2 separate regions of the Rattus norvegicus genome follow, and region 2 is linked to region 1. The links are chromatin contacts, called in public Hi-C maps. All regions are on one chromosome and are shown on one strand. Each heading gives the region's core, a stretch centred on a gene start, on an enhancer-like site or on the middle of the called end of the contact. The rest is flanking DNA. Distances are from core to core; before and after follow the strand shown. Region 1 has its middle 20 kb from the start of Mir760. Region 2 overlaps Bcar3 (BCAR3 adaptor protein, NSP family member).

The links. A called contact is a pair of places that touch in the nucleus more often than the background predicts.
Region 2: a contact with region 1 is called in a Hi-C map of liver, with 7 times the contacts expected there. The contact joins two enhancer-like sites. A contact is called at or near these places in 12 of 12 Hi-C or Micro-C datasets (the A7r5 cell line, the Rat2 cell line, Schwann cells and 7 more) and 1 of 1 datasets of contacts at active chromatin or transcription factors (oligodendrocytes).

Annotation. Positions count from the first base shown.
Region 1 is chr2:213,095,024-213,099,994 of GRCr8, forward strand. No RefSeq gene overlaps it. Among named protein-coding and RNA genes, the nearest start is that of Mir760, 20 kb to the left of the region's middle. Within about 2 kb of position 3,033, at least 7 of the 93 cell types and tissues checked have an H3K27ac peak or open chromatin away from gene starts, as enhancers often do. A contact at or near this core is called in hepatocytes and liver, where this site is marked.
Region 2 is chr2:213,251,746-213,256,933 of GRCr8, forward strand. The region is part of intron 3 of Bcar3 (BCAR3 adaptor protein, NSP family member); the gene reads left to right. Among named protein-coding and RNA genes, the nearest start is that of Bcar3, 44 kb to the left of the region's middle. Within about 2 kb of position 2,271, at least 44 of the 93 cell types and tissues checked have an H3K27ac peak or open chromatin away from gene starts, as enhancers often do. A contact at or near this core is called in hepatocytes and liver, where this site is marked.

The DNA of each region.
Region 1 (4,971 bases), core at 1,783-4,282:
AAGTCGCTGCGCAGGCCGAGAGGAATCACTCACGGTAGACTGCTTGCTTAGTGTGTATGAGACACTGTGTTCAACCCCCAACAACAAACAACCAACCAACAAACCAAAATGGCCTTTCGTCGCCTCCTTGAAAGGATGACCTGCACTGTTCTGCATCCACTTCGTTTTTGAGAAACAGCAATTCCCCCCAATTTTGTTTTATTAAAATTTTATTTTTCATAAATATACTTCTTTTATGATTTTTAAAAAAATATATTAATATATTAATTTATTCACATACCAAACACTGCCCCCTCTCGGTCTCCCCTCACAGAGTCTCCCCACCCCCTTTCTTCTCTGAGAGTGTGGGGCCCTCCCAGGTATCCCCCCACCCTGGCGTATCAAGTCTCTGCAGGGTTAGGTGTGTCCTCTTCCACTGAGGCCAGACAAGGCAGCCCTGTTCGGGTACGGATTCTACAGTTCAGCTACAGCCTTAGGCACAGCCCCCAGTCCAGTGAAAAATAGTGATTTGTAAAGATTGATTAATTATTTTTTTTGTGAACCTGACCTTGGAATCCCACAGGTGGATGAGGAGTGGCCTCCATCTGGTCACTGCTTAGGCCGTAGCCAGTCTGCTGTCCAGACCACCTCCCCGCCCAGCCAGGCTGCTCCTCTCACATCCTCCTGTGGCTCTAAAATTACAAGGCGAGGCTTGCAACCATTCCACACACCTAGACTGACTGCCCACGGTGTGTCAGACTACCCTGTGACCCTATCACGCCACTAATTCCACGTGCTTCCACCACGTCTCGAGAATACCAAGGTCTCTAAAACAGGAAGGGCTCATGGGGGAGAATAGGCCGAGTTCACTACTCCAGACTCTGATCTGAAGGGAAAATTGAGGTGAAAACCAGACACCCCCCCCCCCATAGAAAGCTATTTCCGTGTTGAGAAATAGATTCACTCTTTCTTAAATCTACCAATTTCTTCTCCTCTGAGCTCCCTGGAGCCTAAGAAGTAACTCTCTCTTGTGTCCTGAGAGAGTGAGAAAACAAACATAGAGCGAGGGGTTGGGGATTTAGCTCAGTGGTAGAGCGCTTGCCTAGGAAGCGCAAGGCCCTGGGTTCGGTCCGCAGCTCCGGGGGGGGGGGGGGGGGGGAGGGAACCAAAAAAGAAAAAAAAAAACATAGAGCGAGGAGGAGGAGGCTCTGGGCCTCCTGGGTGGTGGTACGGATGCCTCAGAAGCACAGCAAGACCAACAAACAAACAAACAAACAAACAAAACGACCCGCTCAGGAGGCGGGGGGAGCACATTCGTGCGTAATTAAATTGCTGCTCTGTGCTCTGCTCGTTTCTGCCAACCCATAACTCTAGTCACTTTATGGAGGCAAATTGTCCCTGCAGTTCTTCCCCATGTAACCCAACGCAGTGCCTGGAGCAAAGTTGGTGCTCGGTAAATTTTTATTAAAGTGGGGAAGAAGGGTACCAGGGAGAAACTGTGTGGACAGAGACCTAAGCTTCTGAGACGGGGGCGAAGAAAATATGGGCAAAAATACGAAGTCGGGATAAAGAGAATTTTTACTTATCTTGAAAACAGATTCCCCGGCTTTAGTGTCATTGAAAACGCTGGAGCCAATTCCTGTTAACAGGATCCGTTTGGTGGGTGTCAGAGGGTCCGTGCCTTTGCTCTTACCGCCTGGGAAGAGCAGGTGGCTGTGACCCTGGTGAGCACAGGGTACGATGGCTGGTACACAGACCAGCAATGTTCCCACTAGGTCAGACACACTGAGAGCCAGTTCACTATGCCCTTGACCTGTGTTCGTGGATTCTTCAGCAGGGAGAAGGCGCTTATCATGGTGTCCAGAGAGCCCAAACTCATTGGAGGGTTTTCAGGTAGCGAGTGGGAATCACGAAGAGCAGGATTGGCACTCTAGAGACCACTATTCTGGGCCTATAGAAAAGTCAGAGGGGCTAGCATGAACGTAAGCATGAATATAAGATACCCGACCATCTTTGTAAATCTTTTTCACACTCAACCACCTTGAAATTTGTAAGGGAAGCAGAGAAAACACAGACATCCCCATTCTATCAGTGACGGAATCAAAGTTAATAAGGAGGAATAATTCCTAGGGTCACGAGACCAATTAAATGTCCCTTCAGAGTTGTTGACCTCTCGTTAGAAGTTTACAGTTGCAGTGCTGGAAATGGCCAGCAGAGGGCACCCTCCACAAAGTGGTTGTTCGCAGTCTTTAGAGAGCAACACTAACTCTGTGAGCATTGGGTAGAGAGGGCAGGCAGGAGCTTTCTCACTGGATAAAACCGCTACCTTGGTGATGTTTCCTCTCAGAGAACGCTTACCTAAACTGAATCCTGAAATACCAGGCAGAAAAAGGTCAGTCTACTAAGCGACCATCTGATAGCCTTCAAAAACAACACGGGCCAAAGAATTAAAGATTAGCCGTTCCATGTTTGTGGAGATTAAAGACATGGAGCTACTAGATCGAATGAATGAATGAATGAATGAATGAATGAATGAATGAATGATTTGAATGGGTCCTTGGGTGGGAAAAAGCCATAGACATAAAAAAGAAATGTTATTAGGGTGGCTGATAGCATCTTAACTTGAACTGTGTTTTAGATAGATCTTGTCAATATTATGCTTCCCAAGGCTGATAACTGCTGTGTTTTGACATGTTTCTCTTGAAAACATTTAGGGGGAAGTGGGCACAATGTCCTTAACCTGTTTTTAAATGGTACCTCCCCACCCCGACATAATAGAAGCAGATGTAGTCAAAGTGTGAATCTAGGGAGAGCAGATGGGAATTCCATGTGCCATACCTGCAACTTCCATAACTTTAAACTTATATCCAAATAAAAGTTACACACACGCACACAAAGTGGGCTGTGTGTTACCTTATTCTTGAAGAGCTGGGGCTCCTGGTCCTACCTGATTTGAGGTCTAAAGTTCCCTCAGTGGGAGTGCAGAGAGGCCTCTTAGTCAAGTGTGGCTTTGGCCCACTGCAGAGCACTGACCTTTGCCCTGGGCTGGCCAGGGCACTTGTGTGCAAAGCTTATCTGATAACAGAACTTCCTGACAAGCGGGCAGCCTTTACTGCACAGGATTCGTGAATGCAATACACAACTGTACTTGGCAGAGGAGCAGGGACCTTGCCTAAAAAATGTAGAATGGAGCTATTGGGGTCTGGGACGGAGGGAGCACTCCCAGGTCTGTGCGGCAGAGAATAGAGGCATACATTAGAGCGGGTAAAGCCTACTGCTTTTCTGGGTTAGTCCTTCCAGATCATACGGCTCCTAGAATCCGAGCTTGGGTGATATTAATAGTAAAATATTAACAGGAAAATGCAGCTGTGAGGAGCAGCTACTAGAGAGGACCCAGGATAGGAAGAGAGAGCCCAAACTATACTGGAGAGGAGGCAGAGCCTCCGGGCGACCTCTCCCACCTTCAGGATTCACACAGGCCTCGGATATGAAAGCTGAATATTTACATCTCTAACAAGCCACCTGATTGGACCACACACAGATGCAATGGCGTAGAACATGACCTTCTTGGGCGTCTGTAGGTCTCTCCAACATGGCTAAAACTGCACATTAAAAGAATTGTAAGAGATCCAAGGGGAATTGGGGCTACTCCTGGGTGCACAGTAGGTCTTCAGACTGCACAGCATCATGGATGAATGAACTCAAACCGCTATCAGGAGGATATGGGATAGAGGAAGGTCCTTGAGAGTGAGAAGCAGAGTGCGTGCATGCATGGGCGAAGCCTGGCTCATCTAAGCTCCTCATCTGCGTTCTCTAGGGAATAACGGGAGGAAAGGCAGTGGGGGTGAGGCAGGGGGTTGCTATTCAAGGTTGGGATTTTAACCTGTAATTGGCAGCTGATACAGAATGAGCCTCTAAAGGAGACGTGACCAGAGGCAGCACCTTCAAAAGACCCAGTAGAGCTAAGAAAGGTGGCCAGGGGGAGGGGAAGTGAGATAGGAGATCCCAGCCTAGGTCCCAGTGAGATAAGGGCTTGAGGAAAGAGACTGGCCGAGTGTCATGGAAAAGAAGAGAGGTTAAGCACCATAGCTAAGCGGGGAACTGAGCTCCACAAAGGGTCACTTGCTTTCTTAAAGACGTCTGTCTTCAGATACCACCAAAGATTTGGAAAGATACTCTGTATACATATGTATGTATATACTTTCCCCCTCCTTTTTTCTTTCCTGATGACAGGGGATCAAACCTAGCGCCTCCCACATGTTAAACAAATGTGAGTCATCTCCTCAGCTATGAGCTGAGACCCCATGTCAAACAAAAGTGATTGGCTCTTCAGGACTCTGAGCTAATCAGTGGATCGGTCAATCCTCTTGTGGGATTCATAATCTAATGACGTTATTGGGAGGTGGAGGCTAGCTGGAGGAAAAGGTCATGGGCTCACACCCTGGAAAGACAATGCCATTTACCTGATCCCATGTGTTTCTCTCTTCCTGCCTCCTGTCCACTTCAAGGTACACACTGTTCCTCAGCAGCACCCTTTAGCCATGAGGGTCTGACTCACCATAGTCCTAGAAACCAAAAGCCTATGGGCTGGACTCGCTGAACCACAAGCCCAATGAATCCATCCCACTCGGAAAGGCTTTCTCTCAGCTGTCTGTCACGGTGGTTGACGCTCATAGCTGCTGACCCAGAGAAGGCTGATGTTGAAGGGAGATGAGGATTTTAGACAGAGTTTGAAGCTATGCAGGTATCCTAAGGTTTACTCACACTGAGGTCTGGTGGATCTGACTTGGAGCGAGTGTGTGGGTCTGGGGAGGGACAGGCATCTTGAGTCAGGCATAGCTACCTTAAGTATTGATCATGTATAATACTTTCCCTGTGTCCTAAGAGAAACATAAGGGGCTGATATTCCAGAATTATTTCGATTATAAAAGTAAGTACTGCTGTTGAAGAAATATACATACACACACATACACACATATACACATATACATA
Region 2 (5,188 bases), core at 1,021-3,520, 160 kb after region 1:
TCATTTCTGAGAGACAGGATCTCACAGCCGACTTCCTGGTCCTCTGGTTCTTAGCAACCATTCCATCCCCTCCTCCAAGATGTCCCCTGAGCCTTAGCTTCTTCAGTCAGATGGCCCACTGCTACATTAGTGAAATCCATTTCCTGGGCATGCTTTAAAGTTGAGGAGGGATGTGATCGGCCACGGCAAAGCTAGGTGATTTTCTTCTAGGGGAAAAAAATGTTTATTATAAGTTTTCCATCTTGAAATAGATTACTTTTAAGACAGGTAAATTAGGAAGCCTGGTGCAGTCGAATATATGGGCTGCTGGCATTTTCAAGTTAGCAATGAAGAGGCACCCCCCCCCCCAGGCTGTGAGCAGCTCAATGTGGCCTGGAGACAAAGGCCTGTGCCCCGGGGGACCACATAAGGAAGGGTCAGGACTGGATGCAGCCTTTGTTTATGGCTGAGTTCTTTGTCAGCCTTGGCCGAGTCTTGTTGCCCACTTGTGAGCCTTAATAAAACTTGCAATCTCCAAGCCTGCCTTGCAGGTTAGAAGAAATGTCACAACACTGGAGCTGTCGTGCTGAACGGGGACCTTCCATGCCTTCCTCTGGAGCCTAGGGGAGCCCAGAGGAGCTCCGAGAGGCTTGGAAAGCCATCCTTTGTGGGGTTAATGCTTATTCCCACAGGGTCTTCTAAGTGTACAGACATTAGTCTGCGAAAGGCTCAGATCTCAGTGAGGCCATTTCCCCTAGTAGGCTAGGGATACCTCAGGTCACCCAGCAGATGAAAAGAGAAATAATAATGCAAATTCCAGCACCGAAAATAAGCACCCGGCTGTGGGAGGCTTTGGCAGAAGAGGGGGCAGCAGGGCCTCAGCTCCCTTTTGTGCTCAACATGGCTGCAGCCATGGTCACGGCTAAATAGCTGTCTTTGAGGGAAGTCCTTTCTTCCAGCAGGAAAACAGGCGAGTCTGCTCTGAATTAGCCAGCTCACAAAGTCATGAAAGGGACTCACAGAAACAATGGCACGCTGTGCATTCCGTGAGATTTTAACAAGTTATACGAACCAGATAATGGCCCAATTGGCTGGCGCTGCAGGTTTTTGCCTGAGTGTGCACATCCGCAGAGCCCTCGCTGTCCCCTGTGGGACCAGATCAGACTGGGGGTGGGGTGGGGGAGGGGGGACAGCGGCGAATGCAAAACCGCGCAGGCCAACTCTGGGCCCACGTTCAACTTCGCCCACTCTGCCCACAATGTGCCCTGTCGCTATTCTTAGGAAGTTTAGTGTTACTTACGGTTTAGAACATTGCAGCCGCCCGGGTAGGAAGACAGACAAACAGGGAAGAAAACAGCCCCTCAACACAGCAGAATCTTATCCTCCGAGCTTACAGAAACATGGACACGTTTTTAGAGAAGCAAAGACTTACCACAAAACATATGCTTATATGAAAGTGTCTGCGTATGTGCTTATACAGGACATTCTTTAACACCATTGATGAATTGGGAACAGTCCAAATATCTGCTTCAGCCATGCACAAACCATGGAGACCCACACGGTGGCGTACTCTTCAGAGTACTCTTCAGAACGGAGCAGGCACACAAAGCCGTTAGTGCATTGAAAGCACAGTGTGCTTCGTGACAAGATAGTCTCAAACGGCTACAAGCAGGGCTGGAGAGATGACTCCACAGTTAAGGCCATGTATAGCTCTTACAGGGGCCCTATAGTCCCACCCGTGTTGGGTGGTTCACAATCCCCCTGTAACTCCAGCTTCCCGGGATCTGACACGTTTGGCCTTCCACAGGCCCCTGCACTCCCATGCACAGACCCCTACACAGACACATGCATGCGCATAATTAAAAACAAACAACTTAAAAACAATCTTTCAAAGTCTACCAGCTATGATCACATCTATGGTGACAGAAATGAGTCCTCGGTTGAAAGGGGTAAGCAAGGGCGCCTTTAGAAGGGAACTTTGAGAGCATGACAGGGGGAAGGAATGTCTTTGATGGTAGAAATAATTACCCAACTGGTCATTTGTCAAAGCTCACAGAATTGTGCTAAAAAGGGTGACGAGTACTGAATGCAAATTAGCCTGGCCTTGAAATGGAAGCGAAAATCTCCTCTCTTGGCCTTTGGGGACTGCCACCTCAGTAGGGCAAGTTTCCAGTTTGAGATGTGGTGCTTCGGTGAGGGCAGACCTCCCAGCAGATGGAGACGGTGTTCTTAGAGGCTCCAAGAAGCTCACTCAAGCAGCAGATGTTTCCCCAGTGTTAGTCAGGAGGGGTCAGGTGAGGGGAAACCGTCATGGAGTGTTTACCTCAGAGAGTAGCAGTGGTCACGGGGAGGCCAGGTGTTGTCAGAGACTGTTTGGAGGGAGAATTACAAACCATTTTATTGAAGTAAGCCAGCAGATCCTGGCAGGACTTGAATGGAGCAGGCGAGGGAGAGGAAGCTGGGGGCAGCTCAAGTTCACATGAGGGCCTGGGATCTTGCCAGAAGCTGGTCAGTTGAGAAGGAAGGGGAGTCCCACGTAGAAACCTTGTTACCACCATTATAAATCAACCAAGGCACATTTGAGGGTATGTTTAGACAAGAGTGAGGAAACTCCCACTCAAGGCCAAGTCTGGCTCACCCTCCTCACCTCCCCTCACCCTACCCCCCCCCCCCATTTTTCTTTGACTAAAAATGGCTTTATAGTTTCAAGAGTGTTTTCTCCTTAATTAAAAAAAAAAGTGGCAACATTATACAAAATTCACATTTCGGTGTATTAACGTTTTATTAGGACCCAGCCAGACCTGTACTATGGAGGGAAGGCTTGCTGAGCCCTGCCTTAGACTATGTATTCCTCCCTCCCTCCCTCCCTGCCTCCCTCCTGCCTCTCTGATGAGGTGTTACAGGCTTCCAACAGAAAATTCTGTCAGCTCATGCTGACGTTGCCATTGTGCAACTTCATGCCACTGGTTCACCTTTATCTCGCCTCATGGCCCAGCTGTGAGCGCCTGTGCAAGGCCTGCGGTCTCATGGATGCAATACGTTGCCACACGTGAGGGACTCGGCTGCACCTTGTAGGGCAGACACACTGACTTCGAGCAGCATAGCTTCGCTGATCCGGTTGGCTCTGCTGGATAAAGAGATGTACGGGGACATCCAGGCTTTGAGGCCTGACCGAATCTTATCTAGATGATTCCACAGGTCAGACACTCCTCTGCCAGGGCAGCCCGAGGTCTGGTCTGACCAGTGACTAGAATAAAGTGAATATGAATTCCTTGGGAGTTTATAGTTGCAAGCTTCAGCCTTAAAGCTGAGGTACAGTGTTCCCTGGCCCACAGTGACTTTTCTGAAACTACCCAGATCAGCGGTTCCCAACCTTCCTCATGCTGGGACTCTTTAATTCAGTTTCTCACATGCTGACATCCAGCCATAAAATTATTTCGATTGCTACTTCATAGCTGTAACTTTGCTACTGTTATGGATTGTAACGTAAATACCGGATCTAGGCAGGAGATCTGACATGCGACCCTGTGAAAAGGTCATAGGTGTTGTGACCCACGGACCTAGACACCGTAAGAGGTGGAGAAGTCACCAGAAAACTGACAGGCAAGCAAGAATAAGAACTGTGGCTTGTTTTAGAATCGGCCCCATGGTTGGGCCTAAAATCCCATGGAACCTGTCTGCTTTCTAGCCTCATGTCCTTCTTACCATCTTTTGTAGTCTTTAAACTCCACCACTTTGTCCTTCCTTCTGTCCCCAGGACTGCACCTTCCCTTTGCCCTACAAGGTTTTTGAGATAGAAGAGCTGAATGGCTTGAAGCCAGTACTATGATTTCAATTTGGGTTAAACTGTGCTCACTGATAGAAATAAATTGAAAATGTAACTTCTAGTACCTGGGCATGTGACCTTAGTTATACATAAGGTTTTACAGATATAATCAAGTCAGGAGAAGATCTTCCAAAATAGGTTGAAATTCTAACCTCGGTATTTGCGAGTGAAACCTTAGTTGGTGATTGTCTCCTTTTGCAGGTCAGTTGGCCAAATTGAGATGAGCTGTACAGGCGAGAGAGATGGCTCAGTCAAGAGAGTGCTTGCTACACCAGCATGAAGACCCCTAGCAGCCATTTAAAATGGGTACATCAGCAGGTGCCTGAAATCTCAGCATTGAGGAGGCAGAGACAGGCTGACCCCTAGGGGTCACTGGCCACCAGTGCTACCTAGTCAGTGAGCTCTGGGTACAGTGAGAGACCCTGCCTCAAAACTATGGCACAGTACTTACCCAGTAGGGGTAGTTGGTGACCAAGAGGATGGTTTTCCCAGGGCGAGGCTCCATCACTGTAGTTGGGATTTGCTGCCCCCGCCTGTGACCACCCCAAATGCAGGACCTTACACTCCGTGAGCACTTCCCTGGGCATACAAAGAATGTGGAGAGGCTGACTTCAATGAAGAGCCTGTTCTGTTCTTCACTCAAGCACCTGCTCTTAATGCTCCCTGGGAGCTTCAGGCACACCGTGGCCTTGAGGATCTCTAGAAACTATGAAAGAATGCTATTAAAAAAAAAAAAAAGGCAAGGTTTTGCTGTGTACCCAAGGCTAGCTTTGAACTCAATACGTAGCTGAGGCTAGCTTTGAACTTGCCGAGATCTTCCCCCTTCAGCTCCCGAGTGTTGGTATTATAAGAAGGCACCACCATACCTGGCTTTATTTTAAAGCCACAGAGTATGCACTTATTGGTCACAGGCATGCTGGTAAGCAAACATACACATGCCAAACTGGTTCATACTAGCCACTTCTTAGGCATTGACTGAAATTCCTAGGAGCCAGGTCTCCTTGCCAGTAAGTGGGGGAATCTGGGGTTAAATGAGTTAATACTTATAACGTTCTCAGTCCAGAACCTAGGATGTGATTGCTACCCGGCAAACAGAAGGTAGCAGCTACCGTTCCAGCTCCCTGTGTGTGCACTGGGCTCACCTTGCCTCAGACTCACTGCCTTGGACCTTCCCTAGTTCCTGCAAGCAACCTTGAGGGTCACTCTTGGGTCGCCATGTAAACACTCTCCTCATGGTTATGCGTTTTAAACAGCCCCAGCTCTGAGGCTAGGGGACTCTGCGTGCTTTCTTAATAAATATTTGGTGCCTGAGTGATATGCAACTGGATACAAGGTGCATCTAAATGAGGGTCTTACCCATGGAGCCCAGCCTGCCTGAATCCA